Linked DNA regions of Mus musculus: regions 1, 2, 4 and 5 are each linked to region 3. A link is a contact called in public ChIA-PET and Hi-C data. All regions are on one chromosome and are shown on one strand. The core of a region is the stretch at or near the end of the contact, and the rest is flanking DNA. Distances in the headings are between cores, read along the strand shown. Region 1 overlaps 1700020N01Rik (RIKEN cDNA 1700020N01 gene). Region 2 has its middle 91 kb from the start of Aldh8a1. Region 3 overlaps Sgk1 (serum/glucocorticoid regulated kinase 1). Region 4 overlaps Gm33945 (a long non-coding RNA gene). Region 5 has its middle 42 kb from the start of Aldh8a1.

The links. Hi-C and Micro-C count contacts between places; a contact is called where the count stands out from the background. ChIA-PET counts read pairs in DNA pulled down with a chosen protein or histone mark.
Region 1: an RNA polymerase II ChIA-PET map of memory CD8 T cells shows a contact between it and region 3, with 44 read pairs. The contact joins two enhancer-like sites. A contact is called at or near these places in 2 of 484 Hi-C or Micro-C datasets (bone marrow-derived macrophages and macrophages), 5 of 115 datasets of contacts at active chromatin or transcription factors (acute myeloid leukemia, cardiomyocytes, large pre-B cells and 2 more) and 2 of 9 other capture datasets (adipose tissue and liver).
Region 2: a Hi-C map of pro-B cells shows a contact between it and region 3, with 1.9 times the contacts expected there. The contact joins two enhancer-like sites. A contact is called at or near these places in 3 of 15 datasets of contacts at CTCF or cohesin (the NIH/3T3 cell line and large pre-B cells), 8 of 484 Hi-C or Micro-C datasets (CD4 T cells, LSK cells, Th17 cells and 5 more), 13 of 115 datasets of contacts at active chromatin or transcription factors (CD8 T cells, T-cell acute lymphoblastic leukemia, acute myeloid leukemia and 9 more) and 1 of 9 other capture datasets (embryonic stem cells).
Region 4: a contact with region 3 is called in an RNA polymerase II ChIA-PET map of memory CD8 T cells, with 8 times the contacts expected there. The contact joins two enhancer-like sites. A contact is called at or near these places in 1 of 484 Hi-C or Micro-C datasets (bone marrow-derived macrophages) and 3 of 115 datasets of contacts at active chromatin or transcription factors (cardiomyocytes, large pre-B cells and memory CD8 T cells).
Region 5: an RNA polymerase II ChIA-PET map of memory CD8 T cells shows a contact between it and region 3, with 28 read pairs. The contact joins two enhancer-like sites. A contact is called at or near these places in 3 of 39 promoter capture datasets (the HPC-7 cell line, cranial neural crest and second pharyngeal arch cranial neural crest), 3 of 115 datasets of contacts at active chromatin or transcription factors (T-cell acute lymphoblastic leukemia, large pre-B cells and memory CD8 T cells) and 1 of 9 other capture datasets (embryonic stem cells).

Annotation. Positions count from the first base shown.
Region 1 is chr10:21,617,450-21,621,824 of GRCm38.p6, forward strand. It overlaps 1700020N01Rik (RIKEN cDNA 1700020N01 gene), which reads left to right. Exons shown (of 3, transcript NR_027968.1): 3 at 4,197-4,375. Among named protein-coding and RNA genes, the nearest start is that of 1700020N01Rik, 26 kb to the left of the region's middle. RefSeq lists an enhancer at 3,252-4,375. Within about 2 kb of position 1,837, at least 53 of the 459 cell types and tissues checked have an H3K27ac peak or open chromatin away from gene starts, as enhancers often do. A contact at or near this core is called in memory CD8 T cells, where this site is marked.
Region 2 is chr10:21,466,506-21,470,515 of GRCm38.p6, forward strand. No RefSeq gene overlaps it. Among named protein-coding and RNA genes, the nearest start is that of Aldh8a1, 91 kb to the left of the region's middle. Within about 2 kb of position 2,101, at least 20 of the 459 cell types and tissues checked have an H3K27ac peak or open chromatin away from gene starts, as enhancers often do. A contact at or near this core is called in pro-B cells, where this site is marked.
Region 3 is chr10:21,905,339-21,909,482 of GRCm38.p6, forward strand. All of the region lies in intron 1 of Sgk1 (serum/glucocorticoid regulated kinase 1), which reads left to right. Among named protein-coding and RNA genes, the nearest start is that of Gm46215, 25 kb to the left of the region's middle. Within about 2 kb of position 1,938, at least 95 of the 459 cell types and tissues checked have an H3K27ac peak or open chromatin away from gene starts, as enhancers often do. A contact at or near this core is called in T-cell acute lymphoblastic leukemia, bone marrow-derived macrophages, memory CD8 T cells and 1 more, where this site is marked.
Region 4 is chr10:21,557,109-21,561,552 of GRCm38.p6, forward strand. Gm33945 (a long non-coding RNA gene) reads right to left here. Exons shown (of 5, transcript XR_871483.2): 5 at 2,363-3,720. Among named protein-coding and RNA genes, the nearest start is that of Gm33892, 12 kb to the right of the region's middle. Within about 2 kb of position 2,828, at least 40 of the 459 cell types and tissues checked have an H3K27ac peak or open chromatin away from gene starts, as enhancers often do. A contact at or near this core is called in bone marrow-derived macrophages and memory CD8 T cells, where this site is marked.
Region 5 is chr10:21,416,900-21,421,524 of GRCm38.p6, forward strand. No RefSeq gene overlaps it. Among named protein-coding and RNA genes, the nearest start is that of Aldh8a1, 42 kb to the left of the region's middle. Within about 2 kb of position 2,487, at least 34 of the 459 cell types and tissues checked have an H3K27ac peak or open chromatin away from gene starts, as enhancers often do. A contact at or near this core is called in T-cell acute lymphoblastic leukemia and memory CD8 T cells, where this site is marked.

The DNA.
Region 1 (4,375 bases), core at 587-3,086, 290 kb before region 3:
TTACTGCAGTGTGTTGATAAGTCTTCATCAGCTAGACTCACCTGGGAAGAAGGAATCTCAATTGAAAACTTGTCTCTATCAAACTGGCCTGTGGCACGTCTGTAGAGAATTTTCTTGATGTTGGAGTGTCCAGTCCACCGTGGACTCTGGCATCCCTGGGTAGGTGGCTTTGGTTCGTGTCAAAAAGCATGACGAGGAAGCTGTGAAGAGCAAGCCAGTAAGCTGCACTGCTCTGTGGTTTGTGCTTCAAGCTCCTGCCTTGAGCTCCTGCCTTGGCTCCACTCTGTGATGGACTGTCATGTGCTGTGTGAGCCAAGTAAACTTCTTTCTCATGTTGCTTTTGGTCTCAGTACATCATCATAGCAACAGAAAAGCAAACTATACCAAGCAGTCTGAACCAGCAAGGCCTAGCTCAGCGAGTCTTCAGAGTGCTAAGAGTTTCTAAGGGGTCTTGCAAGTTTTCCAAAAAGATGTAGATAAGGAGACTGATATAGGCATATGGATGACACCCACAGTATCCTGTTCTGTTGTTTAGCATGTTTGCCTTCCTTTGTAATTCCCCTCTGTAGCAATAGGTCAACAGGTACAGTGTTGAAACACTTGAGAAGTTTTCATAAGGCTTTTATTTAAGATGTGTGCTAGGCATGGTGACTCAAGATCATAATCTTATCTGTCAGCAATATGTGTTAGGCAAGAGAATTTGAGGCCATCCTAGATTATATAGTGAGACCCTGTCTAACCTTTCTTTCTTTTTTTTTTTTTTAAAGATTTATTTATTTATTATATGTAAGTACACTGTAGCTGTCTTCAGACACTCCAGAAGAGGGAGTCAGATCTTGTTACGGATGGTTGTGAGCCACCATGTGGTTGCTGGGATTTGAACTCTGGACCTTCGGAAGAGCAATCGGGTGCTCTAACCCACTGAGCCATCTCACCAGCCCCTAACCTTTCTTTCTTTACTTGAACACATGCGTACATGTGTGTGTGCGCACGCACACACACACACACACACACACACACACACACAGGTATATAAAATTATGTAATACTATACAAAAACTCTTAAAAAAAACCCATTTTAACATAAATAGAATTCTGCCATTTTTTTCTAGGTCAACACTATACAAGTTACCTAGGTTAATAGGAAATTAACAATAGTGACCTGTCATAACATACTTATTAGTTAATATATAGTGATGAGAGAAGAAATATAATGATGTTAATTTCTTGTAAACATTTCATAATTTTATTTTACCACCACCAAGAGAACATACACTTTATTATATCTTTCAAGTAATGTTGAACATTCACACTTAGGTAGTATTCTGCCTAGTTTGTAGCCTTTAGTAGTCCAGAGGATGCTCAGAGATTCAAAGTATACTCTAAATTTAGTCCAAGTTTTAAAACTGAAAATGAAAGTGCAGTCCTCGGCCAACTATTGATCTCCCACTTAGAGAATGAAAACAAAGGCAGGCATCTCCAGCTGCTTCTCCTAGCACTGGAATTCATGCCCAGGATGACACAGACATCAGAAATGCTTGTTTAACTCTGTAGATGACATCACTCTCTCTCTCTCTCTCTCTCTCTCTCTCTCTCTCTCTCTCTCTCTCTCTCTCTCAAGTATTCCTTACAGGATACCAGGGACTTCTAAACCTAAGGAGATGTACTCTTAATTAGCTAGGATATTATTATAGCGGTGTCTGTTAGGAGAAGCTAGATAGCAGTATGCTTTTTCTAAGTTCATTGTCTTTATACAGCAAGCATTCATTCTCCTGTGTTCGTGCCTCATGCACATCAGCAGCAAACTCTGCTCAGCCTCTCAGGGCCCCAGAGTCAAAAGGAAACTTAGTGAAGTGTGTGCTAGCTTGAACACTGCCAGGCATTGCACATGCGCTGTCTCTTCACATCTACGCCATTGTCAAAAGCAAGTGACCACACTTTGGTTTAAAAGTAAAGGGGTGTGGCAGCTGACTTCTAGGATGTGTCCAGAGGAGCAACAGGAGTATTTGTAAACAGCTCTGATGACTAACTCAAGGTTCTGTTGCCATGTGCTGAGAACCCCACACCCCAGATTTCCCCATGTTTCTGATATGTGTATATGTAAGTGCCTGTGTGTCTGTGTTTGTGTGCACACATATAGAATTACAGCAATCATAAAATGAGAATTCTATCAGAACACAGCTATCTCAATTAGAAATTTGGATACAGGGGCTAGAGAGATGGCTCAGTGGTTAAGAGCACTGACTGCTCTTCCAGAGGTCCTGAGTTTAATTCCCAGCAACCACATGGTGGCTCACAACCATCTGTAATGGGATCTGATGCCCTCTTCTGGTGTGTCTGAAGACAGCTCCAGTGTACAGTGTATTCATACACATAAAATAAATCTTTTTTTTTTTTAAGTGATTTTCCTGGGTTCCCCTTTCAAGGTGGTTCTGTCACTTGCCTTGTATACTAGTGTGTGCCAGGGGTCCTCATTCCTCTCTGTGGTCTTCTCCACGGAGTGGCTTGTGTAAAACCAGTCAGGGTGGTGCATGCCTTGAGTCCTAGCCGTTAGGTGTCGGTGAGGCAAGTGTCTGTGAGTTTGAAGCTAGCCTGGTCTACATAGTGAATTTCATGCCAGCCTGAACTTAACATTGAGATCCTGTCCCCCTGCCCCTCCAAAAATAAAGTTCTCCATACAGAATGGCTTATGTGACCTCATGGCCTCTTCCTAACCTAAGTTGACAAGGCAAGATGCCTCCACTTCTTTTATATCCTCACTTTGAGAGTCACCTGTTAATACCTAGAGTACTGTGGTGACTGTGAAATCTGGTGAAGAGAGGACACTGCATAGGGCCATGAATAGTGGAAGACCAACACCACCATCCTTACTTGTAGCAGCTTCATCCCCTTTACACTGACCTGGCTATTTAAGGGGATACAGTGACTGTGTAGCGTGGATAGAAAGATGAGAACAGAAAGGGTGTGGTACTGCTACAGAGCACGATGGGAGAAGACACGGTAGGTAGATCGCCTGCCAAGCAGGGGGAGCTGTAAAATGATGCCAGGGGTCAGCTGAAGGTCGGGGCTAAGCATTCTAGATGGAGAACCAGTGCAGAGTTTGGGTGTGATGCAAGGTTGAAATTGTACTTTTTTTTTGAGGCTAGGTGCCACTATGTAGCCCAGGGTAGCACACTCCCACCTTAGCTAAGTGTCGGGATTGCAGGCACCCAATGCTACGTGTGCCCCAGTGTTAGGACTTAACAGTAACACAACAGTGTAAGAGGAGGAGCATCTACCTGGGGGCTGGCTTGCCGGGACAGCTTGAAGTCATGGACCATTCTTAGGCTTGTCTGGCTAGAAATCAAGTGACTTTAGGGAAGACACTGATTGTCAGGAGAAAATAGAGAATCAGAGCAACGTAACACTGACATAAATTTTCCACTCATGAACTTTTGGGGAATACATTCAAGCCATAAAAAGGTCTTGATCTTCAAGTCTTAAGAGAGAAAAAAAAAACTTTTTTTTTAAACTAAGAAGGTACTAAAAGCTTAAGGAGCTGAAGAGTTTTGATTAATCATTAAGGAGTGTGGGTTCAAATCTAAATATGGCCTGCCTTCCAGGCAATGATAGTGTACTAAGATCTGTTTCTTAGCCTTGATAAATGAGACTTATATAAAATTTTGCAATTAGAGACAGCTGGCTGAAGGGTACCCTAGACCATCTGTCTCTTCTCTGAAATGTCTGAGCAATCATTTCACAATAAAAAGCTAGAGACTTGGGATGTAGCTTAGCTGTAGAACATTTGCCTTGTGTATTCAAGGCCTTGGGTTCAACCCTCGTTCCTACCAAAACCAATCAATAGCTATTAAAGAAGTACACATAAAACTCAGTGCCAGAGCCTCTAAGTATACATCACAGGGCCGGTGAGCATGATTTTTCCTGACGATCAGCAGACAGAGATGCCATTTGAATTTCGTGGGAGGGAGGCACAGAGAGCTGGCTCAGTGACCCTGACAGAATGTGGCACACAAGCTCCCTGAGGATGACATCTTCCTGCCTCTGTTGGTGACTACTGAGTCTCTAGCTTCTGGGACCATTAGTACTGGGTGCAAATAGCCCTTCATTGTCTAGATGGATAAATGCTACTGTAGGAACGGGAGTGCAGGTTCTACATGTTATTTATCTCTTTGCTCACATTTTTCTCTATTTTCCAGGAACTCGAGTTTATCCATCATGGCCGTATTTGCTCCAGAAAGATAAACATATGACCTCGGGCCCATCCATCAATATTTAGAGAAGGAATTGAGAAGACTTCATAGAGGAAATTAAATTCTGCTGAGGAAGTGAAAGATCTGTCTTCATTTATATAAGGCGCCAGTATTCTTCACAAGCT
Region 2 (4,010 bases), core at 851-3,350, 440 kb before region 3:
ACCCGTAGCCTACCATGAAAATGCCACCTCAATAGGAGGAGAGACTTGGAGAAATCTAAAGAAATTTGGCAACATGAATCTGGGATGGGGTAGAGAAAATTTGAAAGCACAGATATTTAAGTCTACTACTTTGCAATCCTGGTTCGTGGTTTTTTTTTTTTTTTCCATTTAAGTGATGTTGGATTTCAACTTTGTCTTTTCTTCATCTAATGTAATGGTAAAAGTTTTATTTTTAATAAATATTAAAGTTCCCATTCTTTAAGAAGATAAAAATAGCAATAATCTCCAAATGCACCAGCCCCCCACTCCTCTCCCCTCTGCCCCCTGCCTCTCTCCCCTCTGCCCCCACCCCTTTCCCCTCTGCCCCCACCCCTCTCCCCTCTGCCCCCACCCCTCTCCCCTCTGCCCCCCCCCCGCCTCTCTCCCTTCTGCCCCCACCCCTCTCCCCTCTGCCCCTATCCCTCTCCCCTCTGCCCCCACCCCTGTCCCCTTTGCCCCCTGCCTCTCTCCCCTTTGCCCCCACCCCTCTCCCCTCTGCCCCCTGCCTCTCTCCCCTCTGCCCCCATCCCTCTCCCCTCTGCCCCTCTCCTCTCTGTCCCCTGCCTCTCTCCCCTCTGCCCCCATCCCTCTCCCCTCTGCCCCTCTCCTCTCTGCCCCCTGCCTCTCTCCCCTCTGCCCCCACCCCTCTCCCTCTGCCCCCACCCCTCTCTCCTCTGCCCCTCTCCTCTCTCCCCTCTGCCCCCACCCCTCTCCCTCTGCCCCCACCCCTCTCTCCTCTGCCCCTCTCCTCTCTGCCCCTTGCCCCTCTCCCCTCTGCCCCCACCCCTCTCCCTCTGCCCCCACCCCTCTCTCCTCTGCCCCTCTCCTCTTTGCCCCCTGCCTCTCTCCCCTCTGCCCCCACCCTTCTCCCTCTGCCCCCACCCCTCTCTCCTCTGCCCCTCTCCTCTCTGCCCCCTGCCTCTCTCCCCTCTGCCCCCACCCCTCTCTCCTCTGCCCCACCCCTCTCCCCTGTACCGATGGCCCAGCATCTCTCTCACTAGCTCAGTTCAGCTCCAGTGTTCACAGCTAACAAGGTTTCATTAATGTGGAATGGGAATTTGGCCTTTGCTTCCAAACAAGGCGCTGAGCTGGTGCAGCCTCAGCAGGGGAGAGCTTTCCCTTTCTTCATCTCTGTGCTTCCCTGGTGTGTAATCTTGTCTTCTGAAATAGTTGTAATCAGAACAAATTACCTCAAGAGCGGGAATGAAAAGATCTCACAGCCTTTGTGGGTATTTTGGTTTTTTTTTTTTTTTTTTTTTTTTTTTTTTTTAGTTTTCTTTAACAGCTGGCACCTTCCCTCAGTAATTGAAAATGATCCAGGAAATTTGTGTGTCCTTGGTAACATTTCTCTTGAGCATGTGAGCTGGGCTTTTAAGGTGACAGCCTTGTTTCAGCTGGTGCAGGGGGACCTGGGGAGAAGAGAAACCTGTCTCCTGGCCTGGTCCCCTTCCCTTAAGGGGAACAGAATAAAAAAGTTTTAAACAATTGGCTGTTGGGGCCTGGGGAAAGAGCCACGGGTTTATGAATCTAGACCCAAATCTTATGAGCCACAAGACAGGTTGATTTCCGAGAGATGGTGTCCTAGTTAGGTCTTATTTTGTTTTATTTTTTTTTTTTGTCAACTTGGCACAAGCTACAGTTATCTGGTAAGAGGAACCTCAGTGGAGAATCCACCTCCATCAGATTGCCTTTAGGCAAGTCTGAAGACATTTTCTTGGTTAATTGTTAACATGTGCAGCATAACCCTGGACAGGTGGTCCTGAGTTGTTTAAGAAATCAAGCTGGACAGACAAGCCATGGAAAGCAAGCCAGTAAGCACCACCATGGTCTCTGCTTCGGTTTCTGCCTCCAGGTTCCCGCCCTGCCTGAGTTCCTGTCCTGACTTCCCACAGTAATGAACAGTAATTGGGTCGCGTACGTCGAACCCTTCACAGTTGTTTTTGGTCACAGTTTTTATCACAGTAACAAACAGCGAAGACAAAGGGAGAAGCTGTTTGAGTTCACTGCTGTTCAGTGGGTGTCGGTCCCTTGGGAAAGGAGACTGAAGGATCAGCGTAGGAGTTTACGATGCCCCTGGGACATGCTTAGAGGAAACACCTGGCAGTTCAGGTGCCATTTCTGTGTACTCCAGCTAGAGATGTGTGGAAATATAGTCAGTCATCAGTAAGGTTATTTTTCTGAGCTAGGTGATAATGCCCCACGTTCATCCAGGAGGCCACGGGAAGTCTACAGAGCTGGGTGTCATGGGGCTGTTTATCATTGTTCACTAATGACAAGTCAGGTGGGGAAGACCTAACACTGACCAAGCACCGCCGTCCTGGGTCTAAGGCTCCGACACCTCTTTGCAGGGCTGCGTGGGTCCGCATGGCTTATGATGCCCAGAACATATTACCATTAATTGAATGGAAAGTGAGCAGAGATCAGCAGAACCTTGTGTTAGCCAAAACTTATATATACTTAAAGCATGGGCCTGTCTGCAAAGCCTAAGGAGAGTTCAAGAGATGATAAAGACTAAGCTGTCTGGAGAGGAGAGGATTTCACACACACACACACACACACACACACACACACACACACAACGGTTAGTGTCCTAGTTAGAATTAATCGTCAACTTGGCAGCCTACAATTACCTGGAAAAAAAAATCTCAATTGAGTAATTGTCTTTATCATGTTGGTCTTTGGGCATGTCTAACAGGATGACCCAGGCCGCTGTGGGTAACACCATTCCACAGACAGGCAGTTCTGGACTATATAAGAGAGATAGCTAATGGAATCACAGCATGAGACAGGAAAGGAGATCTAGGGTCCCACCCCTAGCCAAGAACCTCTTTGCAGCTGATACCCACTGGCAAAGGGAAAAAAAACCCTCAGTTTTTCTCCAGTGGAATTCCACTGAGTAAGTATCTCAACCACACTCCAGGATAGACCCATGCCCGGGAGTAGTTGACAAAACAAAGTCAATAGATATTTTTTGTTGACTTTTTGTTTTGGCTTTTTTTTTTTTCCATCTTTTTGGTCCTTTGCTTGTTTGTTTTGATTTTCATTTTTGAGGATTTTGTTTGCTTTGCTTTTGGTTCTTTTGAAAGAGAGAGGGAGGGAAAAAGCATTTACGTTGGGTGGGAAAGGAGATATGGAGGATCTGAGAGGAGTCAGAGGAGAAACACATTGCACGAAAATATTTCTTGTTAAAAAAGAAAGAACTCTAGCTAAACGTATGTCCAGCAAGCCAGCAAATAGCATCACCTGATGGTTTTTACCTCAAAGTCTTGCTCAAGTTCCTGCCCTGACTTTCTCAGTGATGGACTGTAACCCCTAAAATGAAACAAACCTTTTACTCTCCCAAGTTGCTTTTGGTCAGTGTGTTTTTAATCACAACAACATAAAGAAAACTAGAGCAGACAGCAATCTGTGAAACCAGCACTTTCTACTATGTAACACCAGGAATACTTTAAGCAGAGTGGACATCATAGCCCTTTGTTGGAATGAGTTTAAGGTGAGACTAGTGTGGGTCATTATTGCAGGTATCAAAATGAGACACTGGGGGCTAGAAGGGGACAGGACTGAGGTGGCACACTCTCAGTCTTTTAGCAACTGAGATGCTGGGTGCTTGCCAAGTAGCTTAGTGTGGGACAGTGCAGGGTACAAAGTTCAGCCACTGGTAATCCAGTTTTATCCAAGATCAGAGCTCAGTAATCCGTTTTTATCAAGGTTTCTCTTCTTCTTCCTCCTCCTCCTCCTTCTTCCCTCCCCCCTCCTTCCCCTCCTCCTCTTCTTCCTGCCCTCCCCACTTCCTCCTCTTCCCCCTTCTCTTCTCTACCTACCCCCCTCCTCTTAGCTTTCTCCTTTTCCTCTGATGCTTTGTGCTTTAAGCACTCAAACTGTCTTCCTCCAGTCAGGTCAAACTTGAAAATGCTCAACGAAAAGCTACTAAAAGACCAGGGTAACAGCAGAAGCTGAGAGTAATTTCTAAA
Region 3 (4,144 bases), core at 688-3,187:
GTGACATATAGACTTATGTATCTAAAGCAGAGAGACCAAAACTAGAGGCTACATTTGAAGAGTGTATTAGTTAGGGTTTCTATTGCTGCAACAAAGCATCATGACCAAAAAGCAAGAAGAGGAGGAAAGGGTTTCTTTGGCTTACACTTCCATAGTTGCTATTCATTATTAAAGGAATTCAGGACAGGAACTCAAAACAGGGAAAAGATCCTGAGCTGATTTGGAGGCCATGGAGGAATGCTGCTTACTGGCTTGCTCTCCCTGGCTTGCACAGCCTGCTTTCTTATAGAACTCAGGACTAACAGTCCAGGGATGGCACCACCCATAATGGCTTGAGCCCTCCCCCCATTAATCATTTATTGAGAAAATGCCTTATAGCTGGATCTCATGAAGGCATTTCCTCAACTGAGGCTCCTTCCTCTCTGGTGATTCTAGGTTGTGTCACCTTCACACACAAAACTAGTTGGTACAGAGAGCAGAGTAGCCTGTAAACAGGATGTGGTCTTGTGGGCGCTGTACATCTAAAGTACAGTGAGATTTTCATTATAGGGAGACCTATCAGCCTGATGTTCTTCCTTAGCCCTAAAATTCAGACAGAACTATTAAGCATAGATAAATTTTTTGCCTCAGGCCAGCTTTTTCTTTTTTTTTTTTATTATTTTATTTTTTTTGTTAACAAAAGGGAGGAGATGTAGTCTCCCCTCCCCCAGCCTGAAACCTGCTTGCTCAGGGGTGGAGCTTCCTGCTCAATCGTTCTACCATGCCCACTGCTGGAACCTGCCGCTTTGCTGTTTGGAGCCGTGCATGTGGTCACCCTGCTATTGGACCCCAAGACTAATTGGCGGGAATCGGGCCCCCTTCCCCTGCTTTATAATTGCGTGCGGAACAGTAAAATTGAACTTTGATCAGAATGACTGTCTTAGCTACATTTCTTTATCTCGCCACCTAGCCCCTCTTCTCTTCCAGGTTTCCAAAATGTCTTTCCAGGCTAAAACCCATGTTGTGATCTGCTGGCCGGACACAACATAGTACAAAACTCTAAACTAACTAAAATAAAACCTTAAATTAACATAAAATATACTGCTAGCAGTTTTATCTGGAGTATATTTGAGAGTATAGATCTGGGGGTATATTGAGTTGAGTCAATTACATCATTGAAATCAGTTTTCTGCTGGCAGAGGCAGGCAGATCTCTGTGAATTTGAGGCCAGCCTGGTCTCTGTATCAAGTTCTAGGACAGCAGAGCAACATAATGATACCCTGTCTCAAAAAACAAAACAAAACAAACAAACAAACAAAACCCAGCTAATTATTTTCATTTTCCCTTTTCCTTTATTCAGTGCAGAATCTATAAAATGATTTCTGAGTTTCACATGCTATCCCTATGGGAAGCACACTTCTCGCCAGACTGTGCACTTCTCAGTAGTGAACGTGGGTTCAATTATTTATCTAGACAGCCCCTCAAGGAATATTCATTTGTCCACGGTAAAGACTGAGTTCTGCTTAAATTCATTGACATTTTCTGAACGTTTTCTAAAATCATACTTTGCAATTTTAACAGGCTGCTCCCCCCCCCCCAACCCCACTTCCCCTTCTAAAAGACACAGCCAGAACTCCACAGTAAAACTAAGACATAGTTTTCTCCCTGGGCTGGGAAGGCTGAGAGCATGGGACCTGTGGAGTAGCCTGGCAAACGGGCTCAGCCACTGCTGCCTCAGACTCGACTCAGGCAGGTGTCTGTTTCCAAAACAAGACCTCCGACTGCAGAGTCACAGCAGGACAAGAGGATCTTTGTGGCTTCACATGGGGTCTGTGGAAAAACTCAGAGGTTAAAGTTGAAATGAAACTGATATCCAAAGGGCCTTTGTAGTTACTGCAGGCTCTGCCGCTCTGCTCTGCCTAGCACCTACAAGGGTTTGTGAGTAAGGAAGTAAACTGTGGTTTCCTTACTGATGGAAACTTCCCAGTGTTGGCTTAGATGTATTGAATACAGAGCCAGAGAGAGGGCTGAAGGGTAAAGTGCTTGTCACTTCCACGACAGAGTTTAATCTCTCAGCCCCTCATGGTGAAAGGAGAGAATAGACTCCAGCAAAGTGTCCTCTGACTTCCATATGCACACTACTGTGTGTGTGTGTGTGTGTGTGTGTGTGTGTGTGTGTGTGTATGTGTGTGTACATGCATGGCTTATAAAACAAAATTAGGGGGCTGGAGAGATGCCTCAGCAGTTAAGAGCACTGACTGCTCTTCCAGAGGTCCTGAGTTCAATTCCCAGCAACCGCATGGTGGCTCACAACCATCTGTAATGAGATCTGATGCCCTCTTCTACTGAGTCTGAAGAGAGCAACAGTGTACTCATATACATAAAATAAATAGATAAATCTTTAAAACAAAATTAGATCCTATGGACAGTGCCAAAGACATGAAGCTTTTACAGTAGGAGAAAAAAATGCTTAGCACTTCCTAACACCCCATCTTATGACAGTCTTCCCTTGGTTTAGTGGCTGTCTCATGGCCTATTCAGCCCTTGTTCCAATGACTCCTTCTTGTGTGAGGGACCTTACCACAGAATGTTAGAAGCACCTCTCTGCCACTTACAGTACCTGTGCTTGTAAGCTTTGCTTGTAAGCTTTGCTTCGGAAAGGGTGTGGCTTTAATGGCTCTCTCTCCAGGTTCCTCTCTACTTCTTTCTCATGTCACTGCTTCCTCCAGCCCTGCCTGTTCCTGTTGGCCTCCAAGCTGACGACCTGTCAGAGGGCTCAGCTGAATGTCTTATGGCCAAATTCCTCCCAAAGTATTCTCAGAAGGTTGTAGATCAAATGCATCTCCCCGGATTCCTGTGTTTGGAAATGATCTCCACATTCCCTGATAATTAATGTATTTGGAGATACAGCCTTTGAAAATAGCTATAGCAGCAGTTCTCAACTTTCTACATGCTGCAGTTCCTTAATGCTGCAGTTCCTGGTGTTGTGGTGACCCACCCTCTACCCCTCCCCCCAACCATAACATTGTTTCGTTGCTATTTCATAGTTCTGCTTCTGTTATGAATTATAATGTAAATATCTGATGTGCAGCCCCATGGGTCTCAACCTACAGGTTGAGAATCACTGACCTAGAGCATCCAAGGATGCTACCAAGTATCACCAGCAAGTCTGACTGTGCACAGCAACCTAACAGACGTGGTGTTAGAGGCTCAGAAGCAGTTAACTGGTGCAGCATATGCATACATACCCACACGGGATCTATGGGACTACAGACAAGCAGGATTTGAAGTGGCCTACTTTTACCAGTTGGTATGTAAGGTTTGAGACACATTCAAAGCAGTTAATCAGATTAGCAAATAGTCACCTGACAACTTAGCCCTGTGGGAAAGAAAGAAAAGAAGTTCAGTTGGAGAAAAGGGTTATCAGAACTGAAAAAAAAAAAAAAAAAAAAAAACAAAACAAAAAAACCCAAGCCAAACCAAAGCTGGGTTTCAGTTGATCAGGGAGGGGCAGAGACACAGAGGTGAACCACAGGAACCAAAGAAAGACTATTTGGTGGCTTTCAAAGGTGTGGTCCCTTCCCCAGGAAGTATCACAGAAATTCAGTTCCAAACTCTGACCCCACCTACTGAACTGGAAGTTCTAGCTATGGGCCCAGCCCCAATTCCACATGCTTCCTCTGTTAGTCCGATGAAGGCTCAGTTGTTTCATTTTCTCTGAATGGCTGGATCTTCAAAGAAGGCCTGCATTTGAGAACCAGTGACTTGGGAGACACTGAGGGCGTTAAAGGTAGTATAAGTTGGAGAAAGTCTGTTACAGGCACTGTCCATAGGACCAGAGCCACAGGGATCCTGCTCCTTGCCCCTGTCCATGTATGGTAGTGACCATCAGTCTTATAAGCCGTGTATGAGGAGACAAGACCAGGCTCATTTCAGTGGTAGCCCCTATAGAACTTGCCTCCCCTGAAAGTCCATATTTCTAAGGCCATGCTCCCTGTGTCCCCTGGGATTTTCCAATGGAACTGTCCTAAGACAGCTTCCAAGGCTCATCCAATCGTGCTGACCATGATGCTATCTTGGAGTAGGGCTGACCATGCTGACCATGATGCTATCTTGGAGTAGGGCTGGACTCCTGGCAATAGGGTGGAGTATTTGTCTATTTAGG
Region 4 (4,444 bases), core at 1,578-4,077, 350 kb before region 3:
CAGAAGCAGACATGCAAGCTCTGACAGGCACTAAGCTCACAGGTCTGTTAAAAGGGGTGAATATTCAAAATATATGCTTATGGCCTTTCTGAATTCCAATCTTCTTTCTGGACATATCTATCCTTATTCGCTCTGAAAAAAACAAACAACCCACAATACCAAAAAAGGAAAAAAGACAACCTTTGAAAATCATTCTTCTCATCTTAAAATGACATATTTGGGTTTATGCTCACAGTCTTTAGTGTCCCCTCCTTACCTCCTATTTTAATTCTTCATCTCTGTGTGAGTGAGTGAATGATGGATAGAGAACAGAATATCCAAAAGCAGCTTTTTTTTTAAGCAAGGTCAAATGAGCAGCTAGGAAACAAATCCTGTCTCAAATGTGTGATCTTTTGGTTTTTGTTTTTGTTTTGTTTTGTTTTGTTTTGTTTTGTTTTTCCTGTTGTCCCCATCATTTCTATAGCTGAGTTGGATTGAGAGCCAGAGGCCAGATGACAGGCTCCTAGGAAGATCCCCTCAGGTGGCTCAGGCCATGGGAGGAGATCTCCAGACTTAGTAACCTGTATTTGATGTGTGGCTTCACTATAATGATCATTCATGCTTCCTAAGAGAAGTAATCTCTGCCCACTAGGCACTCACGATGAGGGCTTTTATAGTACAGTTTGCCAAACGCAAAATCATATAACGACCCATCAACAGACCTAATCCAGCCTTCTGGCACTGTAGATACCATTTATAATTTTAGTGAGGTAGCAAAATAAGCAGGAAATTTTTAATTATCTCTGCCCTTAGGGGAAGTCAGTACTGGACCTTCAAATTTTTGCTTAGATAACATCACAGATTTTATGATACCAATACCAATAAGCAGAGAAATACAGAATAACAGCAAGTATAAGAGAAAGATTGAGAGTCGTCATATGCTTGCACGTGCTAAATCTTCTGTTTGGTAGCTCACCTGTTCAATGGCTCATACTCTCCTCAGGTGAAGAGGATGAAAGGTGGCTTTTTTAAAGGTGGTCTATTCAGAGCCAAGCAGCCGCAGGCTGACTCGAGCTTTAGATGGAGAGAGCCTGACGAGCAATGGTCAGGATTTTGGTGTAAGCTGTTCACACGTGGGTCAGCATTTAATCTCCCCTCTCTGGTTTTATTCCTACACCTGACCTGTCTTAGAAGAGGTGGTCTTTGTATTTCCTTGGTTATTAAATAACATGATTTGCTTAAGGGTTTCAACAAATTGAGACAAATATCAGTGTACGCTGTCCTTTGTGCTTTATTCAGTGCTATGCTGGTCATTCATGCCGGAAGATAAAGAGGCTGTCTTTTGGTGAGTAAAAATAAAAGGGAGAGAGGAGGATGCAGACAGGATAGAGGAGCTGGAGGATGAGGGATGCAGGAAGGATGGAGGAGCTGGAGGATGAGGGAAGCAGGATGAAGGAGGAGCTGGAGGATGAGGGATGCTGCTGGACACACGCTGGCCTTTGCACCCTGACTGTCCTTACTTGCTAAAGACTTAGACAGCATCCAGCCCTTCACTGTCAGCAGAAATCAGAGAAAGTGAGGCTCATGAGCTTCCAGCCCTCCTGAGGCCCTGTTGGTGGTAAAACCAGTGGGAAGGAGGGGGATTAATTTTCCTTATAATTTTAGCCACTGCTAAGTTGTCCATGATCAAATAAATAACCACTCACCCATGCCAATGGGAGCAATCAATGTAATTAAACTCAGGCAGGAAAATAGGAACACATTAGAAAGAAGGGGTAGTTCAGAGGGAGTGGGGAAGAGGAGAGAACAGGTGAGAATGATCAAAATATATTCTACCGTTTTGAAATTGTGAAGCAATCAATTACAACATGCATTTTAAAATATAAGTGGAAGTGAAAAATCTGGAGTATGTTTGGATCATGCGGTCATTTCATCTAAGCCTATACAGTAAAAAGGAACCAACATCAAATAAAATTTAATTCAGCTTTAAGCAGCCTTGTGAAAGTGTGTGTTCAGGTAGCTAACTTTGCAGTGAGTGGCTTTCTCCTACAGAATTGTGATTTATTTTACATATAAAGACATCCTGACTTGTGCTTTCAGAAGAGATGTTTGAGGGATACAAGAGATAACGGTGAACTTCTCTTCCTCAGCAGATTGCCATGCTATTATCCATAGATGCCCCAAGGCTAAAGCATTACAGTTTATTTTTAAACTATTTGAATCCCCACCCTCCCACAGTCCCCCATATGGCAAATTCTTGGTTTCAAGGGAATCTTTTATTTGTATGTGATGTGTGTGCACGGGTGTGTGTTTTAGGTAAGTAGTGTACAATGAGAAGAAGAGAAAAAAAAATTTATTTATTTTAATAGATGTTTATTTGTCCTAAAAATCTGGATAGAAATGTAAGTAATGTATTAACCTACTTTTCCAATCAAAACCATAATTCTTATAACACAGGACTATTCAGTGTTATGGTTCAGTTCTGCGACAATTGTCCTTGGAATGCATGGGGTGCTGAGACCCATGTGCACATCCTAACCTAGTCATTCCTTGAGAAGTAGGAGCCGCGGGTTTTAGTATCCCCACCGGAGTTTACTCAGCAGGCATGCACAGCAGCTGATCTTATAGCATGTGGTTTTAAATACAGAAATACAGAACCTGGGAGGAAAATGGCTGCCGGTAGGACAAGTTCATTTCTCTCTGAAGAGATCAGGACGTTCGTTGTCTTCGGAGTTGCACATTTTTACGCGCGTAGAGGAAAGAGCAAGGCAGCGGAGGCTGCTGTACCACCAACGGTGCTGAGGATACATCAGAGGGTTCACGTCTGAGCCATAAACCAGCCACCAGACACGCAGGGTGATTAACGGCTTCCGGAGCAGCAGCCACAAATAGATGACAGTGGAGGCTGAGAACACGGGTGGGGGTGGAAATGGACTACAGAGGGAGCATGTGGAGAGGAGCTTCCAGCCACCGTGTGCTGTGATAGAACAGCACTGTAGACCTTTCATTGCCAGATAGAGCCACTGTGAATTGTCCTGAGAACGTAGCTTATTGGATGAAGTTGGTGAAGAAGCAAACAAGGCCACAGACTGTACTGTAGTCAGAAGCGACATTTGGGAGTCTAGACCCTGTCTCTGAGGGCAGTGGTCTGAAAACTCGGCTCCTCCCGGGCATTCCTTTCCCAGAGTCCTCGATGCTCTGGTTGTCTTGACTGATCAGAGCCCCTTGTGGAATGTTTTGGTTTTCAGTTTCTCACATGTGAAGTTGTATTACCTGTTTTTTCTCACTGCTACGACGGAACACTGGGGAAAGCACCCACACTCTTCAGTCTCTCCCAATACATCTCTTGTGTGATATTTATTTTGTGGTGTGGCTTTGTGACATTCCTTGGCTTTCTACTACCAGGATACCTTTTCCCTCAGAGCTGCAACACTTGAAGGCAGGATTAGGAGAAAAATATTGCTTTTTCCAGGGAATGGGGGTGGGACAAGAGGTATCAAGGTGGAGCTGGTGCCATGGGAGTTAATGTGAAGGCAGAAAGTGGCTTACTGTGTTCTGAGAACAAGGTGTAATGTAATTAGGTATAATGAGGCCAGAGTCATGTGGTATGGAAAGACAGAGAGTCATCAAGTGAGCATCAGATTTCTCCAGTATGCAACAGGATGTTGGACAGATCCTTGGCAGGGAGTCACATCAGGATGTTTTCCAGAGAAATCCACCTTGAGGGTAGACATCCCATGCCTTGAAAAACAGCATGAGCATTACAGAAGGGAAGGACTGGCTAGAGAACAGAAGGTTTTAATAACATCAGGACAGGTAATGACAGCAGGTTGTAGGTGTGAGAGAAAATGTGGAACACTACCCTGAGCTCATGCGCTACTCCAGATATGGCAGGCCCCAGGTGACTAAGTTCACCGAAGCCAGTCACAAGAAAGGGCATAATGCTATTCTTGGTGTTCAGTGATCCTTGTGTTCAAGCACAGATCTCTTAAAATGCACAGATGGAACAATTCCACCCTCCAAACTTATATAGCATGTTATTGTCAATCACATCTCCTAAATATGATCACACCGTCACATTGGCTGAAACACATTCCTTCTTTGGAAAGCAAGTATGCTTTGGACCAGAAATGTAGGACTAATCCAGTGAGAATCAGGCATTTCCTGCACTCCCACTCAGGACACATCGAGTGGTGGGTTAATTTCACTGTTCTACCCTAATAAGTGTATGAGAGGAATTTGAATAGGATATGAAGGAAAGGAAGGAACAGGCACAAGAAATGCTTAGATGCTTGCTGCTCCATCTCCCTCCCACTCTCAGGATATTTCTGGGACCTGTGGATCTTGGATTGTTGATTTTCCTAGTCCACATTGCCTGCAAGGAGTTTCTGCTGGCAGACAGAGGGCAGGAGTCCAACAGAGCCATCTCTGCTCAGAGCAGTAACCATACTTCAACATCACCCTG
Region 5 (4,625 bases), core at 1,237-3,736, 490 kb before region 3:
CCACTGTGTATATGTATCACATTTTCTTTACCCCTTCATCTGCTGATGACCAGATAGGCTGATTTCACTCCCTTGCTGTTATGGATACAGCAGTAATAAGCATGCACATGTAGACATCCCTGCAGTACGATAGGGTATTGTACTGGCTGGTTTAGTGTGAACTTAACACATGCTGGAGTCATCAGAGAGGAAGGAGCCTCAGTTGAGGAAACGCTTCCATGAGATCCAGCTGTAAGGCATTTTCCCAATTAGTGATCAGTGAGGGAGGGTCCAGGACATTGTGGGTGGTGCCATCCCTGGGCTGGTGGTCCTGGGGTCTATAACAAAGCAGGCTGAGCAAGCCAGGAGGAGCAAGCCAGCAAGCAGCACCCCTCCATGGCCTCTGCATCAGCTCCTGCCTCCAAGTTCCCACCCTGCTTGAGTTCTTGACCTGAATTCCTTCAGTGATAAACAGCAATGTGGACTTATAAACTGAATTAACCCTTCCCTCCCCAACCTGCTTTTTGCTCATGGTCATTTTGTTGCAGCAATGCAGTCTTGATTAAGACAGGTATATAGTCCTATATGTCTCAGAGTGATAGAGCTCGGTCATATGGTGGTTCTAACTTTTGTCTTTAGAGAAGCGTCCACACTGATTTCCACAGCGACTGCATCCGGTTACCCTCCTAGCAACAGTGAATACGGATTCCCCTTCCCCCAGACCCTCACCAGCGTTTGTAATTCTTGATGATAATAGCCAGTCTGACTAGGGTAAAATGGAATCACGAGAGTTTTCATTTGTACTTCCTTGATAGCTGAGGATGTTGAATACTTAAAAAATATGTATCGACACTCTATAGTTCTTCAGATAATAAACAACCAAACTTCTCAGTGTCAGTCATAACCATAAAAGTCTCCAGGAAGTTTTTCTCTCTGAGCCAGAGTAATTACATTTGTAACATTCTGTTTAATCCATCCATAGCTTGAACTTATTTAAAAACATATTTATTGAGTTCATACCAATTGCTGTGCTAGGTTTTTTGATGTGGGTGTGGATAAGGCATGAGCAAAGCCCTAAACATTCACATTTCTGTGGAAAGCCAAGCACAGAACATAAGGGGAAGACACGAAACTGCCAGATACCAGTGAATTAATCAAATCAGCCAGGCATCTATGCCATCTCCACCCCTCCGGACTTTGTGTGCATGTGTGAGTGTAAAAGTGAGTGTACATGTGCATATTAATGTGTGTGCAAGTGTGTATGTGTGCATGTGAATGTATATATGTGTATGAGTGTGTGTATGTGTGTCTGAGTGTGTGTATGTATATGTGTGTGAGTATGTGTTTGAGTGTATGTATGTAAGTGTGTGTGTGTGTGTGTGTGTGTGTGATGCTGAAATTTTAATGTTATTAATGTTATTTCACTGAGCTATATCTCCAGCTCTAAATTCCCTTTCTAGGTTCATGGTGGAAATTAAGCAATGCTGTTGGACAGGAAAACAGGTCATGTTTAGGGTCTACTAGTAAAGTCTACATATGGCTTAGTGACCTTGACTAGAGATATACAAATACTTGCTCACCCAAAAATACATAATAAAAGGCATTTTCTGTTATTAGCCTACATCTATCCTTGTTTCCAAGCCAATGGAATCCCATTTGCTTGGCTTCTTTGGTTTCAGGGGTGTAGAATATACCCTTGGATTCTGTGATTGACAAATGATTATCCTAAACTAATTTACCAATTTCAACTAGGGTGAGTTATATGATGTTCAAAAGTTGGCAACTGGTTTAGGAATGGTTGTGGGGTCCAGTTTTAGCCAATGAGACAACACAGAGAATGCTTAGGGATGCTTCTGGAAAAGTTCTTTCTTTCCTTATAGAGGAGAGACAAGCCTTGCTGGCATCCCTTGCTCCCCCCTGGAGCATACCCTGATATTGCAGGCGAAACAGGCACACTGTGACCAAGAGCAAAGAACCAGGATGAAAGCGTCTGCTAAGTATTATGGGTATGAAAAGATGGTGTGAGCTATGGTCTCCCGGGATGTCATTGAGCAGCAAGGCGAGCCCAGGGCCTTCTGCTTCCATGTTCAGACTTTTGTGTGAGAAGTCTTCTGTTACTCACTGGCTGAAGCATCCCTAACTGATATGGTGCACTGGTCAGGTTTAATATACCCGTTGACATAATTGAACATTGGAAACTCATTATTTACCTACCAAATACTTCCTGATGAACATCAGGTATCAGAACCAGTGTGGAATAAGAACAAGAAGAGGAGATTCTAAACGCAGGTGTGATCTGTAATCTCTGTCATTGTATTGGCTGGATTGAGAAATACCCAGAAAGAGCCCACTGACTGTATCAGTCAGGCTGTTTCCAGAGAGGTTAACGGAGGACGGAAGTCCCACCCCGAGTGGAGGTTGAACCACATCAGAGGCTGCCATCCTGAGCTGAGTAAAGCACAAAACAATCAGCACCCGCATTCACGGCTCTCGACCTTTGCTGCAGGCACACTGTGAACTTCCGCTTCACGCTGCAGGCACACTGTGAACTTCCGCTTCACGCCGCAGGCACACTGTGAACTTCCGCTTCACGCTCCTGACCTGTGTGTTCCCTGCCAGGGTGGATTGCATCTTCAAACTGTGAGTCAAAATAACTTTGTCGTTCCTTGAGACATTTCTGTCAGGCATTTTATCAGAACACTGAGAACTGTAGTTATAGGAAATAAGATAAAATATAGGCCCCATTTGGTATCAGTACAATCAAAGCGAACAAATACAGGACCAAGGAGACCTTGTTTACTTGAGCTTCCAATAAAAACAAACAAACAAACAAACAAATCCTTGCTTTACTCAAGTCCAGCACAGAACAAGACTGCACTTCTCCAGGCTTTGTGTGCTCCATGAACCAAGCACTCGGAGGGAGGGATTATCATCCGGTTTGGAGCTTTGATTCCTGGGGCAGTTTTAGCAATTTAGAGTTTGCACCCTCACTTACAGAAAAACATTGGTGTAAAATGAGCGTAGTGATTTAACCTTAGAATAAAAAATGTGTTGGGGACAATGAGTGAGCTCTGAGATGTACATCAGAGCGCTTGCAAACCCCTGACCAGTCTTGCGCACTGGATAAGGCCCTGAAGCAAGCAGGCTTTTTATAAGGTCGCCACACATATTCTTAGTGTCCTGAGAGGGGGAGCTGCCCACCCTTTGCTATGCCAGAAAGTTAAATAATCCATTAGTTTATTTATTTATTATGAATTATTTGTAAGATATTATGAAATTTAACCAAGTCATTTCTGAAGCCTTGTTCACTGCCATCTTTAACCCCCTGCTTTGTTTTTCCTGGGCTTTGCGTCTGAATCCTTTTCTGGCGTTTTCTCTTCATCCTCTTCAATTCCTCATTGAAGGCGCTCCCTTGGCTTAATATTTAGAAATGTCTTATTAGTATACTCATCAACACGAAAATGTATCAAAGAGCCAGATTTCTTTTCTGATTTCAATTACATACCTGTGGTCTTAAACCTCTCTTTTGCTTTGGGGTATATTTTCCTACCTTACAGCCACTTTCTTCTGCTTATAACTGGCAGCTAAGTTAGCCTAGGATACGGTTTATGGTGCTTTGTTTTCTTTCCCAGAATCTTCAACGCCTTTAAACCGAGTAACCTTATCTTTGCCTTTATTCAATGGTCGGCCTGCGTTTCAACTTCCCTTTCCTCCCTTATCTCAAGCTATTCTCTGAAAAAGCCCTACTCAGGTTAAATCGCTCTTCCGGGTGGCCCTTCAAGCACGGGCCATTTCTTCCTTACCAAAAGCAAGAGCACATTTTTTTTTTCCTTACCACGAGTGTTGTGTGTTTGCTGAGATTTCTCTCAGCACTGAACGCCATCCAAACGTCATCATTTTGCCATATGTACTTCCACACAACGTTCTCTAGTCCTGTCCACACCATTTGGGGGTCACATTTTGTTTGTTGACTGGCACTTTTTAAAATTGCTACTTGATTGGTCTGTTTTTCGTCCCAAGTGTCTGAGTTTCGAGAAAAGGAGGGCGTGGCACAGCGCGTGCGCAAACCTGTCTATACAGTACCTTGAGTTTAACAAAACTCAGAAATGCCAGAAGCCTTCCCCCAAGGGTTGAAGTCTCTCGCTCTCAAAGGAGACTTGGTCAGGTCAGGGGCAGGTTGATTAATAGGATCTGAGTTAAATGGCATGGAACCTGTAAGCCTGGCTGTGTGCAGTCTGACTAAGTGAGCTCTCGTGGTACACATCATTGAGGCTAGCTCAGGGAGAACACGAGATAGCAGACAAGAGTGGCACACATTTTTTTTTACTTACCAGATGTAGCACCACTTCTCCCCAACAGGTGGCGCTGGTTCTCTGTAACATTTTGTTCTCGCCCCTCCTCTCTCTTCCCCTCCCCTTTCCTCCCCTGCCTCTCTTCTTGTGTCATCTCTTCTCCCTTCCCTTTACTCCCTCTCTTGCTTTCTTCCCCCACTCCATGGGCAAGCATTTTAAATAACCAGATTGCGATTTGTTTTCCACTTTGAGTTTAACATCTCTCATGCTGGGCACTGGTTTTCATTTATTATCACAAATCTACCTCCTGGCGAGTATAATCGGTGCGGCCATTATCCCATACTGTCTTGGCGT